Regions from separate parts of the Mus musculus genome. Here region 1 is linked to region 2. The links are chromatin contacts, called in public promoter capture Hi-C maps. All regions are on one chromosome and are shown on one strand. Each heading gives the region's core, a stretch centred on a gene start, on an enhancer-like site or on the middle of the called end of the contact. The rest is flanking DNA. Distances are from core to core; before and after follow the strand shown. Region 1 holds the start of Tefm (transcription elongation factor, mitochondrial). Region 2 holds the start of Nek8 (NIMA (never in mitosis gene a)-related expressed kinase 8).

What was found. Promoter capture Hi-C pulls out the DNA fragments that hold promoters and counts their contacts.
Region 1: a promoter capture Hi-C map of embryonic stem cells shows a contact between it and region 2, with 2.4 times the contacts expected there. The contact joins the promoter of Tefm here to the promoter of Nek8 in region 2. A contact is called at or near these places in 2 of 39 promoter capture datasets (embryonic stem cells and neutrophils).

The regions. Positions count from the first base shown.
Region 1 is chr11:80,139,680-80,146,356 of GRCm38.p6, reverse strand. Tefm (transcription elongation factor, mitochondrial) reads left to right here and starts at 4,204. Exons shown (of 4, transcript NM_183275.2): 1 at 4,204-4,280; 2 at 6,034-6,491. The coding sequence starts at 4,238.
Region 2 is chr11:78,175,194-78,181,877 of GRCm38.p6, reverse strand. Nek8 (NIMA (never in mitosis gene a)-related expressed kinase 8) reads left to right here and starts at 5,212. Exons shown (of 15, transcript NM_080849.3): 1 at 5,212-5,318. The coding sequence starts at 5,272. It overlaps Tlcd1 (TLC domain containing 1), which reads right to left and starts at 3,220. Exons shown (of 4, transcript NM_026708.2): 1 at 2,822-3,220; 2 at 2,426-2,508; 3 at 2,256-2,338; 4 at 1,058-1,931. The coding sequence starts at 3,015. The coding sequence ends at 1,548. It overlaps Rpl23a (ribosomal protein L23A), which reads left to right. Exons shown (of 5, transcript NM_207523.2): 3 at 285-461; 4 at 655-724; 5 at 881-943. The coding sequence ends at 895. It overlaps Mir7653 (microRNA 7653), which reads right to left and starts at 3,051; the gene lies at 2,991-3,051. It also overlaps Snord42a and Snord4a.

The DNA.
Region 1 (6,677 bases), core at 2,955-5,454, 2.0 Mb before region 2:
TGGAAAAAGAAACAGGGAAAGGAGAAGCAGCTGATTTCAGGAGGAAGATGACCACTTTCATTCTGAGCACCCTGGTTCTGGTTTGCAGTGACCCACGATGACTAGCCTGTCACTTTCCTTGCCACCTCCAGTCTCTGGTCAAAGTGCAGTTCTGAATGGAGGCTCTGAGGAGGACGTTTCCTGTCAAAGCTATTAATCATCAACTCTGAAGAACAGACGACGCTCTGATGGGAAAACCAGCACCCACAGAGCGTATGTTGTACATATGTTCACTTTACTCGGTGTCCCAAGTCCTGTGAGGCAGCTACTGCCGCCTCCAACTTACAAATGAGGAACCTGAGGCTCAGGGGAAACTCCCTGCTTTGGCAGCTAGCAAGAACTCAGTTGTGTTTTCCTGAACTGTACCATATCTCAAAGGCACCCCGAGGGCTCCGAAGGGTTTGTTTCAGGCATGAGTGCCACAGAGCTGCTGAAATGAACCATGGGAAATTTATTCCCTCACACTTCAGGAGTGCAGACACCTGCGACCAGAGTGTCAGGGGGGTTGGTTCCTTCTGAGGACTCTGCAGGAAATGGATTTCATGCTTCTCTCTGACCTTCAGGTCATACATACAGATGTGTCACTCTGCTGTCACTAGGCATTCACACAGACATCTCCTGAGGACAGTGGTCACGTTAGAATGAAGTTTGTTGTTGTTGTTGTTTTTGGTTTTTTGTTTTTTCATTTGGGAAGACAGAGTTTCTGTGTGTAGCCCTGGCTGTCCTGAAATTAGCTCTATAAACGAGGTTGGCCTCAGACTCATAGAGATCCACCTGTTTCTGCCTCTCAAGTGTTGGGATTAAAGGCAAGTGCCACCACTGCCTGGGGGCATTTTATTTTTTACATAGGCTGGTGAGATGGCTTACTGAGGAAAGGGTCTTGCCACCAAGCCAGATGACCTGAGTTTGATTCCTGGAACTCACGTGGTAGCAGGTAAGACCCATATCCGGTCAATTGTCCTCAGACCATCATGCATGTGCGTGTACAGCTGCACAACCTCGTCACAAATACATAAATGGATTTGAAATTGTAAAACTTCAAGGTAAATGCTGGAGAGGTGGCTCAGTTCAAAGGTAGCACTGCTCTTGCAGCGGACCGGAGTTTATTCCCAGCATCCACATCAGTGACTCCTGGACAGCTCTAACGTCAAGGGGTCCTATGGCCTCCTCAGACGCCTGCACTTTCGGTCACCCCTCACCCTACCCAACACGCATACACATTCATAATTTTAAAAGAATTTAAAAAATAAATATTTTTTAAAAGAGTTATTTATTTTATGTATATGAGTACACCATCTCTGTCTTCAGACACACCAGAAGAGGGCATCAGATCCCATTACAGATGGTTGTGAGCCACCATGTGGTTGCTGAGACTTGAATTCAGGACCTCTGGAAGAGCAGTCAGTGCTTCCAACCTCCAAGCCATCTCTCCAGCCCCCAAATCTTTTTTCTTTCTTTCTTTTTAAAGCTTCCAATTCAGAAAGAAATGACTGCCTTTTCACTCCAGAACTTACTATTTTCTGAGAGGTAACGGTTCAATTACATCCTTCAAAACAGATATATTGAATCGGAACTCCCAGTACCTCAGTAGGCAGCCTTATTTGAAAAGAAGGTCACTGGCAATGTCATTAGTTGAAATGACACGGAGGCTGAGGAATGGGTAGCTCTTGCCTAACACACATGAGGCTCTGGATTCAAGTCCCAGCACTACACAGTCAAAAGAATAAGACTGACAAGTGACCTGGGACATAGCTCCACTGTCTTAGGTGGCTGAGAGGAGAGGAGACCTTGAGCCCAGAAGTTCAAGGGTATCCTGGGCAACATCATAAGAGCCTATCTCAAAAACACTTCCTTCTCCCAAAATGAGATTACACAGGACTGGATCTGTGGCCACTCCAACATGGCTGCTGTTCTCATGAGATGTCCGTGTGAATGCCTAGTGACAGCAGAGTGACACATATGTGGAGGAGGTAGTCATCTGAAGGTCAGAGAGAAGCATGCATTTCCTGCAGTCCTCAGAAGGAACCAACCCTCCTGACACTCTGGTCACAGGTGTCTGCACTCCTGAAGTGTGAGGGAATAAATTTCCCATGGTCCATTTCAGCATCTCTGTGGTACTCAATGAAAGAATTCTGTATAAAATTTTGTGTTTTAAAAAATTTTGAGCAGGGTGTGGTGGCGCACGCCTTTAATCCCAACACTTGGGAGGCAGAGGCAGGTGAATTTCTGAGTTCGAGGCCAGCCTGGTCTACAGAGTGAGTTCCAGGACAGCCAGGGCTACACACAGAGAAACCCTGTCTCAAAAAACCTAAAAAGAAAAAAAAATTTGGAAGATTTTAAAATTGTCTTTATTTTTGTTAGATCCTTACATTCTGGAGACATCATTAAGATTCATAGAATTTCCATGAGTTTCCCTAACTAACCCTTTTTTTTTTTTTTTAAGACTAGGTCTTACTATGACAGCCCAGGCTGACCTGGAATTCATGCTTGAGTACAGGAATGTGTTACCACACCAGGCACTCTTTCTCTCTCTCTCTCTCTCTCTCTCTCAAATATTTATTTATTTATTTATTATATGTAAGTACACTGTCGCTGTCTTCAGAGACACACCAGAAGAGGGCATCAGATGCCATTACAGATGGTTGTGAGCCACCATGTGGTTGCTGGGATTTGAACTCAGAACCTCCAGAAGAGCAGTCAGTGCTCTTAACCGCTGAGCCATCTCTCCAGCCCCCAGGCTCTCTTAAGAATAACTTTTATTTTAGACTTATTAATTTGTGTATATGAGTGTTTTGCCTACATGTATGTCTGTGTGCCAAGTCTGTGCCTGGTGCCTGTGGAGGTCAGAAGAGGTTATTGGACATCCCCGGAACCAGAATTATAGATGGTTGTCAGCCACCATGTGGATGTTGTGAACCAAAGCCGGATCCTCCACAAGAGCAACAAGTACTCTGAACGGCTGAGCCTGTGAATAGCTTTTGTTGTTGATGCCTTTTGAGACAGAGTCATTTTTGTAGTCTAGGGTGGCCTCAAACTCATTACATAGCCTAGACTGGACTCAAACTCACAATTCTCCTCATGCTCCTAAGTGTGGGCATTATAGGTTAGCTACGACGTCTAATATAACCACAAACCCATTACTAGACCCTTTTCCACTCTTCTTCCTTAGCCCAGGTTTCATTCCCCACAGTTCACTCTGCCTTGGCAAGAAAATCTGTTGTCATTCCTCCTACGCCCCGCCCAAGTTACCTGGCAACAGCCAGGTAGGCCTGGCTTTGCTCTAAAAGGAACTGCTTGCCCTCTCTGACTCTTTTCTCTCTGACCCCTTTTCCCCTCTCTCCTCTTCTCCCTCCCCGTCCTCTTCAACGTGTACTGGGCCACCAGTTCGTTCGTGTTCTCTCTCTCTCTCTCTCTCTCTCTCTCTCTCTCCCCCCTTTCCCTGCCTCTACTCCCTTCTTAACTCCCCCCCCCCCCAATAAACTCTATGCCATACTGGAGCTGGGTACCTCGGAGAGGAGGGGATGCCTCAGGATGGGCACCTCACCACACCATACCGCGCTCCATAAAACACAACAATTGTTTTATAAAACATATCACAATAACTTTCCGATTCCTCTTTCTTGTCCTCAGGTTCTTCTACAGTCCAGCCTCACATTGGCTGCAAATGACCAATTTTCTTTTTTTCTAGAAAGCCCCTCTAATCTGACTTTGCAACTAAAAAACAAGCAACCTGCCCGACTTTTTCAACTGTTCCACTTCGCATTCCAAGGATCAAATGTGGCTCCAGACTCACCTCCCCCCATCCTTTTCAAACAGTCAAAAGTGCCCAGCGTCAAAGCGACCTCATACATTGGCCTTATCCCGTGCATCTCTCCCAGATACTCCTCCTCTCAACTCCGGACAGGGTTACATGTGTGCATATAGGCTCCCCACTGTCTGCTGTGTGTCTGGGAACCCAGAGGAGACTCGCCCCAAAACAGGATTAAACCTAGTCTACTCCTATGCATCTCGGCGATCCCGAACGGCCACACTTTCTCCAGAGACCATCAGCCATCAATTACTAGGAACTCCGTTGGCATTTCCCTGAGACTGTCGCTTTCGCCGGAACCCTTCTGCCCAGCCCCGGCCGAGCACTTTTTGTTGGAGCACACGAAACCGGAAGTTGAGGAGGAACACAGGCGTGGGAAAGAGCCTGGCGATGGCTTGGAGGACAAACCTTGCTTGCCTCATCAAGGCCGGAGGTAGGGTTCCTGAGCACGAGGTGGATTGCTTTCCAGTCACTAGCCTGTAACCGGGAGTGGTTCTCTTCTGCCCTGTGTCCGGTTGTCCAGCGTGGAGCTGTAGCGGAGCTGAGGGGCGTTCATGTCCCCCAGCCCCGGAGCCCGTCCGCTTTAATGGCCCGGGGTCCACGCGCGTGCGCCCCTTCCCGGGCCGGAGTAGCTCGCTTAGCCTCTGGCTGTGTCGTCTTCCTGTGGCCGCGCTGGGAGGATGACTTTACACTGTCTTATAAAGTTATCCATTGCACAATGTAGACTGCTTGCAAAAATACAGCCTTGTTAGCAATATTGAGAACCATGCAGAACAAAATAAACCGTCCCCACCACTTAGTTAATATCACCAGCCCCCGCTTGCCCCAGTCAGAGCTCCATGTTGCCCAAGCTGGCCTGCAACTCACTATGTAGCTAAATCCTGATCTTCCTGCTTCCATCTCCTAAATGCTAGGATTGCAAGTGAGGAACACCACTCCTGACCAGCTAAAACATTTATTATAAACGTATAAAGTTTAATTTCCTTTAGTTCCATCAGATGATAAACTAGTAAAAAATGGAACTGGAGATCAATCATAAGAGGCGATACAAAAAATCCTCATAATATTATAAATGCCATAAGTAGCAGACATTTGAAATAATTTTAATTAAAATTAAGTGGTTCTAGGTATAGAAACCAAGGCCTTGCCAGAAACTAGGTCCTATCTAACTGGCCCTTAACTTTTTTGATTGTTTTTACTTTAGCAAACAGTCTCATTGCCTGGAACACTGTACTAGACCAGTCTGGCCATGAACTCTCAGAGGTCTGCCTGGTTTTGCCTCCCAAATGCTGGTTTTGTTTGTTTGTTTGGTTTTTTTGAATCAGGGTTTCTCTGAGTAGCCCTGGCTGTCCTGGAACTCACTTTGTAGACCAGACTGGCCTTGAACTAAGAAATCGACCTGTCTTTGCCTCCCAAGTGCTGGGATTAAAGGCACGTGCCACCACTGCCTGGCTCAAATGCTGGTATTAAAGGTGGACTCTACTTATCCCGAGAAGACTACAATTTCTTTATTTTAATTAATTAAATTTTTGGAGATGAGGTCTCAGGTAGTCCAGACTGTCATAAAACTCTTGGAATCTGAATCTTGTATGGACTGCCCCTCAGGTGCTGAGGTTGTACATACGGAGTTACAGTGCCAGGCAACTACAGCTTCTTCCTTGAGACAGCGCCTCTGTGTAGTACTGGCTATCCTGGTGCAGCTGAATTACTATGAAGTCAAGGCCATCCTGGTCTTCATACTGAATTTGAGTATGAAGACTATCCAGTGACATCCTGTCTCAAAAAAGAAAACAACAACAAAAACCCCACAAACAAACCCAACCCTACCAATGATCAAAACCAACCAACCAACCAACCAAAAACCAAACAAACCCTCAAAGATAGATAACTGTAATTATTGTAAAACTACTCTTTATGTTTTGTTTGTTTTTCAATACAGAGTTTCACTGTGCAGTCCTGGTTGTCCCGAACTTCCTCTGTAGACCAGGCTGCCCTTGAACTCAGAGATCCTCCTGCTTCTGCCTCCCCAGTGCTGGGATTAAAGGTGTGCACAACTACAACCAGCTCTACACTCCTCTTAAAGACAATTCTCTGTGATAATATGGTCTGTGTGCAAGTCTGTATAACTGCACAAGCTTGGGTATTAACTGTCAAGGAGAACATTATAAGTCAAGTTTCCCTTTTAGGGAGGAGATGGTTTCCAGTCCCAGAGTACTCATCCCTGCCTCCAGTCCTAAATAACACCTGCTCTGTGAGGAAATCCACTGCACCTGAGAAACGTGTTGCCAGTGTTGCTGCTTGTGATACAGATGGAAAGGAGCCCGGGAATCCATTGGACAGGCTCTTCTCCCTGGAGCAGCAGGCTTCTATCTTACAAGTGCTGAATACAGCTTCTGATAAAGAACTGGAAGCTTTCAGGTTGCTTCGAGGAAGGAAGTCCGTCAATATTGTAGAACACAGAAAGAAGTTTGGGCCGTTTCAGAGGTTGGAGAATTTGATAGACGTGCCCTTGATCCAATATAAAACTGCTGTTGAAGTTTGTAACTCCATTCTCTGTCCGGAGAACAGACGGAGGAAAAAGTCACAGGAGAAGTGGCTGCTGAGAAAGTTCATCAAGCCAGGTGTAGAGCAAGAGAGACTTAAGGTACAGTCTCCCCTGACCACCACCCTTTGGGAACTTACTCTGGAAAGCAAAGCACCGTTCCCAGTGGTGGGTGAGAGACGAGGTTTTTGTTTTATTTCTAAGTGTGTGTGTGTGTGCGCGCTCGCGCACGTGCTCTCTTTTCTGTCTCTCTCTCTCTCCTAATCAAGAAAACTTTCAAGAGTCAGT
Region 2 (6,684 bases), core at 3,963-6,462:
TGGTCTCATAATAGTAAATGTGGAACTCCAGTGGATAAATGCATAAATTAAACTTGATTCTTTAGTCAAGAGAATATACAGGATTTGACTGTAAATGGGAAGTTGAGCCCATAGTGGTTTGGGTGCATGTGATGACATTATTTAGCGACCAAAGTCTGATAAAGATGATTGTGATCTATTGTCTGATGCACCTATTCTTTCCTAGTCTGGTTCTAAAGTAAACCATGTGTTGAATGCTGGCACCAGGGCAGCTAACTCCATTTTCCTCTCCCATCTCTCCCTAGGCTTGACCACTATGCTATCATCAAATTCCCACTGACCACGGAGTCAGCCATGAAGAAAATAGAGGACAACAACACTCTTGTGTTCATTGTGGATGTCAAGGCCAATAAGCATCAGATCAAACAGGCTGTCAAGAAACTCTATGACATCGATGTGGCCAAAGTCAATACCCTGATAAGGTGAGTTGGGCCAGGCAGAGATCAGAAAGCTTGTGGGCCTTTACTTAAGCTCTGTGCAAATGATGGAAAACTCAATGTTTGGAAAAGAATGACACCAACAAAGGAACCACTGATGCTGAGGAGGGATATGGGAAGGGTGTGGGAAGGGCAGGGGTTGTGAGCATCTAACTCTGAGGCTTCCTTCTCCACACAGGCCCGACGGAGAGAAGAAGGCGTATGTTCGCTTGGCTCCTGATTATGATGCCCTAGATGTTGCCAACAAGGTAAGCATAATCATTTCTCTGTTTAGATGCTGCATCAACAGCAAATCTGACTGCACTCTCTAACAAGCCCCGCCCTCCCTGTCCTGTCCTCCCAGCACACTTAACCTTAAGGAATTCAGCTCCAGTAACTCAGCTCCGTTTTGTTTTGTTTTTCAGATTGGGATCATCTAAACTGAGTCCAGATGGCTAATTCTAAATATATACTTTTTTCACCATAAATAATGCTGCTTGTCATTTGTCGCTTTCTAGTTGGGCTGGGGACAAGGCCATGCTGCGGGGTGGGTGCTGGGATCAAACCCAGGGCTTTCTCAGCTCTGAGCAATTAAGACTTGATTTGCTTAACCCAATGGGGACACATGATGATGCAGTCCCCATGCTAGCTCAGTACCAGGGTCATTTATTATAGACAGGTGTTGGTTCTCCTGGGACACTGCTCCATCACAGGCTCAAAGGACAAGCTTTACAAGAATTCCTTCCCTGCTACAGGCTGGTGTGAAACCAATACCAGGGTTTGGAAGAGCAGAGGGGTTATTTTAGAATTGTCAGCATCCATTTCAGGGCAGTATGGGTTGGCAGGCTTTTGGACAGTGTCTTGTCCTCACCCATTTAGCCATGCCCAACCGGTTGGTCTGCTTCCCTCAACCCTTGCCCAAGAACAGGACTTCAGAGAGCTTTCATTAGTGTTTTCAATAGTGTGGGTGTAAGCTTAAGGTGGAAAGGCTGGCCCCAGAATACACCCAAGCTTGGGGCAGAGTACTAGTTTATGTTACAGAGCAATTGGCTGTGCTTGCCATCCCTTTTACAAGTCCTGGGTTCTACTTTCTCACTCAGTCAAGAATTTGTCTTTTTGTTGGCGCCTGGGTGCACGTTCAGGGCAGAAATCAGAGCGGAGGAGGCGAGAAAAGTAGATGATTATCATCAAGTCCAGCATGAGCAGGATGGCCAACAAGAATGTGCCCAGGGTCCTCTGGCCAGCATACTGTAGGAAGAACTTGGTGAGGTAGGCCTGAGGGGCCAATCGGAAGAGGAAGTACATGACCAAGTTGATATACTTGTTGACCTTGTAGAGGAGGAGATCCTGAGCATTGTTTATCTTCATCATCATCCTTAAGGTGAGGAAGATGTTGCTGACCTCTACCAGTAGTGTTAAGACGCCACCACCAACAAATCTTTTCCAAAAGATACCAGAGAAGAAGGCGCCCATAGCCTAGGGGACAAGTGACAGAACAAGGGCCCATGAAAACAGGTCATATCAGTCGGAAGCTGAGGAACACCAACTTTACTGCTAAGGTTTCTTTATTCACTAGCGTTAGACTTTGTCCACGAGGGTCTAACTCTGTATGACATCCTGGTCTGTTTACCTAGATAGTAGATAGGCCTAGGCACTCTGCTGTCCCCAGAAGGTGTTTAAACATTGAGAGAGTCTTAGGCAACTTAGAAGTCAGACGCTGCTGGGTTAAGATGGCCTCCCTCCCTGGCTCCAGGGGTTGTGAAGATTTTGCCTGTGTCATTTCACCGGGTTCTCCCTTACCATGACATGATGAACAAGGTATTCCCAAGAAGCTCGAGTTTGCTTGCTAACCACAATGTCCACTGTGTCGTGGATAAAGTATCCTAGTGGAGAGGTAGGGAAAGAGGAAAAGACTGAACACTTTGAAATTATCTTCCAATCTAATCTTAACCTTCTTGGGCATAACCTACCTGCAGAGAAGCAAACAAGCAAATAGCCAGAAGCTGACCACGCTGTTTCAATCTCCACCAGCATTTCAGGGGTTTGCCATAAGCTGGAATAGAGAAAAGGGATGTTCTCGCGGTTGTAGCCTCCCGGAGGACCCTCGCCTCCCCCAACAGTCTTGCCAGTCCCAGGGTGCTCTGTGCGCCTACTATTGGCTGGTTGAAGAGTAAGGAGGGACTTGGCCAAAGCCCAGGTACCTTGGGTTTCCCACAGCCGTTCTTGGTTGGGTAGTTTTCCAAACGGAATCAGGTGAGATCCTTGGCGTCTGTTCACCCGTGATGGGAATAGCAAGAGGGAGCCCAGTCCGAGCACCCCGCGAAAGATCCCACGGCCATCTCATTTACCCCGGGTTGTTCACTCACCACAGCAGTGCCCAGATCCCTGATACAATGGAGTGGGTGAAAGAGACGAGTAGGTTGTGCCAACGCCAGGTGCGCAGGGGGTCGGTTTGCACGTGTGCAGGCTGGGGCAGGCGACAGAGCACGCGCCGGAGTGCCCGGAAGGTCAGCGTGGCGCCCAGGAGCAGCGGCCAGGCGGGGTGGAACAGTAGGGGCATGCTGACCCTTCCTGCCGTCTGTCTGTCCGCCCCTTAAGCCGTCTCCTCCGACAGTTCTGGGAACACCGTTCCTTCTCTGGCCAGCGCGCCACGATCGTTTCTGCCGCGGGCCGCCAGCCCCACAGTTTCGCGGAGCCCTCAAGGCCCCTTCGCTCCTCCCCGCGTTCCCAGTGAGGCCTCTGCCCGCCCCTGCCGCCCTCGCCCCCGCCCCGCCCCGCCGCCTGCCCCCGCCCCTCGGGCGCCTCTGCCGCGAGGAGGGCGCGAGGCCGGTGTCCCCCAGGGCCCCGCCCGGAATCGGCCGACTTCGAGCGCGAAGGGGCTGTCCTCGCCATCGTTGCCGAGGCACCCTGTCTGGCGCCTCCCGACATCCGAAGGCGTCCTCGGCCGCCCTCGTGCGTACGGCCCCACTAGCCCACTTCCCGACTTTCTCTGCCGCCACCAGCTCCTACACCCTGGGCAGGTTCTGCGAGAACGCTCCTCTCTCAACTCTTTCAGGGCAGAGCTGGGCGGGACCGTCGCACAGACCGGGCTGCTGAACGCTAAACCCGGGGGCTCAGGAGCGCCGCCTCAGACCACGGCTCCGCCCAGACTCGATTCCTCTCTTGGACCGGGATCGACGTGTTTACCTGCTTCTCCCGCGCCCCGCACGAGTGGTGCTTAGGAACTGTTGAGTCACCCACCATCACCACACTTCTCCCCATCGTTCTTGGGCTCCTGGAACACAGCGGTTGTCACAGTCCTCCCTCAGACAGTCCCAACCCTCTTCTGGCTCCTTGGAGGCTGGGGCGGGGAAGGCTGCCGATTTGCCCAGACAGCTGGGGTGACCCTCTCTCCAGGGCAGCGGCCTGGAGTAGATGCGGCTTCTGGCCACTAGGTGTCAGTCTGTCCTCACTGTGATGCGGGATCCAAGCCCGCCTCCACTCCAGAGAGTAAGGCAGTTGCTCTGCGGAGCGGGATCGGCAGACCAGGAGAAAAGGAGCAACCCAGAGGCGGTGCTGAATGAAGGGAGTGTGCCTTTGGGAGGTGGAAGTGGACAACGAGGGCAAAAAGTGGGGACTAGGAGAACGGTGTTTCAAGATGTTGAGGGGCAAAAGCCCAAGCTCAGACTCCCAGGCACCTATGCCTTTTGGGTATTTGCTGCCTTCCCTGATGGTTCCAGGGTTACACATTAACTCCCAGAGGTCCCCAGGGTCACTCAAGGCCCATTCGGTTACTAAGTGATAGCACGATGTAATGTTTTGTGTGAGCGTTTTACCCCAGCACTCCCTCTTTGCTTCCCCAGCCAACTCCGGCCTGAGCCAGTGACCACAGGTTCCCTCCACGTAGGCTAGTTTGGGGCGGGGCAGGGACAAAAAATAAACAACCCTTCTCTCGCCCACTGAGAAATAGGAACGTTGTTAGCTAAGGACCACCTCCTGAATACTGACATTTTATAACTCCCTTAGAGCTGCAGGCGTCATGAAGAAGTCAGGATTTCATTCATCCTGGTCGAAACCCTAGCAGCGATACCAACCAGCCCACTATTTCTGGACAGAAGCATAGAACCTTCTCTGGGTTTCCCCCTACCGCGACGCTATAAGTTTTGAGTAAAGCTCCGAGTCCCCCTACGGCAGCGTTTTGTGCGGATTCTGAGAAACCGAGAGCACTGTGCTCAGTAGTTGTTACAACCAAGAGACCACGTCATGTACTCTTCAGGTGAATCAGTTTGTCCAACTGGGGTTTTCCCGGTCCCTCCCTCGGCAAACACCAAATAACGCCGCTCCTCTCCCCACACAGACCGGCTCGGTTTTGGTGGTTTATACTTTACGTGCCAATCATGAGAATCCCTTTATCTTTCTGAGGTAGTGCCAACTCGTCCCGGACAGTGGGGACTGTATCGATCTTCGCATTCCACTCGCATTAGACCTCTGAAAGAACAATCTTGTTTTTTTGCCGGGCAACATAAGTGGGCGCCTTATCGCTCCAGTCTAACTACCTATGCCCAAGTCACGCGTGTGCGATGTGGCTGGTACGGTTCTGAGCACTGAGGGACTCGTCAAGAAACCCAGAACGACTATTCTCTGATCCCTCGTTGGGGAAACACGACTTAGCCTCTAGGTTGAGTTCAAAGTCAGAGAAAGACGCCGGACTCGACAGACGCCCCCGTTTCGCCGGCTCCGCCCTGCAAAAGTTTTACAGCAAGGAGGAGGAGCTCCCAGATGGGAGGGTCCGCGCACGCGCCGCACCGGGATTCCAGAAGCGTAACTGAGAAATGAGATGGAGAAGTACGAGCGGATCCGAGTGGTGGGAAGAGGTGCCTTCGGGTGAGCCAGGGCGCTGGGGAGGAAATGCTAAGGGAGAAATTAGGGCCCTAATTCTGACCAAGAAATCGTGGCCCTGTTGGCTCCGCCCCGAAGCCAGAGCACCACTATGGGATGCCCCGCCCAGGCATCCGGTCCTTAGGTTTAGGCGGGAGGCCCCGCCCACAGCCAAACCACGCCCTCCAGACCAGCCTGTGCCCTTGGAAGATAGTTTTTCCCTGTAGATTGGTTATTCTTTGCTTCAACTGATAATAAGCGTAAACTGCACAGGTCAGACTGCCCGGAGTTTACAGTTATGACCAAAACAGGCGAGGTACTTCCCCTTTACGAACATAGCCCATAGGTAGTTGATCCAAACAAACAAGATATTGTTAAAACAGTTAATGAAGTTTGAGCAGTTATCAACAGTAAGAGACCGTGCACCAGGTGGGGTGGTACACGCTTGTCATTTCAGTACTTGGGAGCAGATGTAGGAGCATTGCTGTGAATTCGAGGCCAACCTGGACTACATAGAGATTGTCTCCAAAAGAAAAGACAAGCAAGAGCTGAAGAGATGGTTAAGAGCACAGACTGCTCTCCAAAAGGTCCTGAGTTCAAATCTCAGCAACCACATGGTGGCTCACAACCATCTGTATAATGAGATCTGACGCCCTCTTCTGGTGTGTCTAAAAATAGCTACAATGTACTTAGATATAACAAATCTTTAAAAAAGAAAAGAAAAGCAGTTTTTTTTTTTTTTTTTTTTTTTTTTTTTTTTGGTTTTTCGAGACAGGGTTTCTCTGTATAGCCCTGGCTGTCCTGGAACTCACTCTGTAGACCAGGGTGGCCTCGAACTCAGAAATCCGCCTGCCTCTGCCTCCCGAGTGCTGGGATTAAAGGCGTGCGCCACCACGCCCGGCAGAAAAGCAGTTTTTATGGTATACTCTGGACAGGCCTGAACTACATAACTAGCTTAAAACCAGTCTAGGCAACTTAGTGCTACCCTTCTCAAATTTTAGAAAAAGAAAAGAGGGACTGAGGGTGAATATCAGTGGTAGAGCTCCTGCCTAGCGTACTTGGGTTTAATTTCTAAACCAAAAGGGAACTTAAGAAGTTCACCAAGGAAGGTAATATAGCCCACAGGAAGGTGATCCAACAAGCAAGACATTGTTAAAACAGTTAATGAAGTTTGAGCAGTTATCAACAGCAGGAACTTAAGGAGTCCAGATGAGGTGGAAGGTCAAGACTTGAAGAACTGAGCCTGGCTTGGTGGCACACACCTTTAATTCCAGCACTTGTGAGGCAGAGGCAGGCAAAAGTCTGAGTTTGAGGCCCGCCTGGTCTACAGAGCAAGTTCCAGGACAGCCAGGACTACACTGAGAAACTCTTG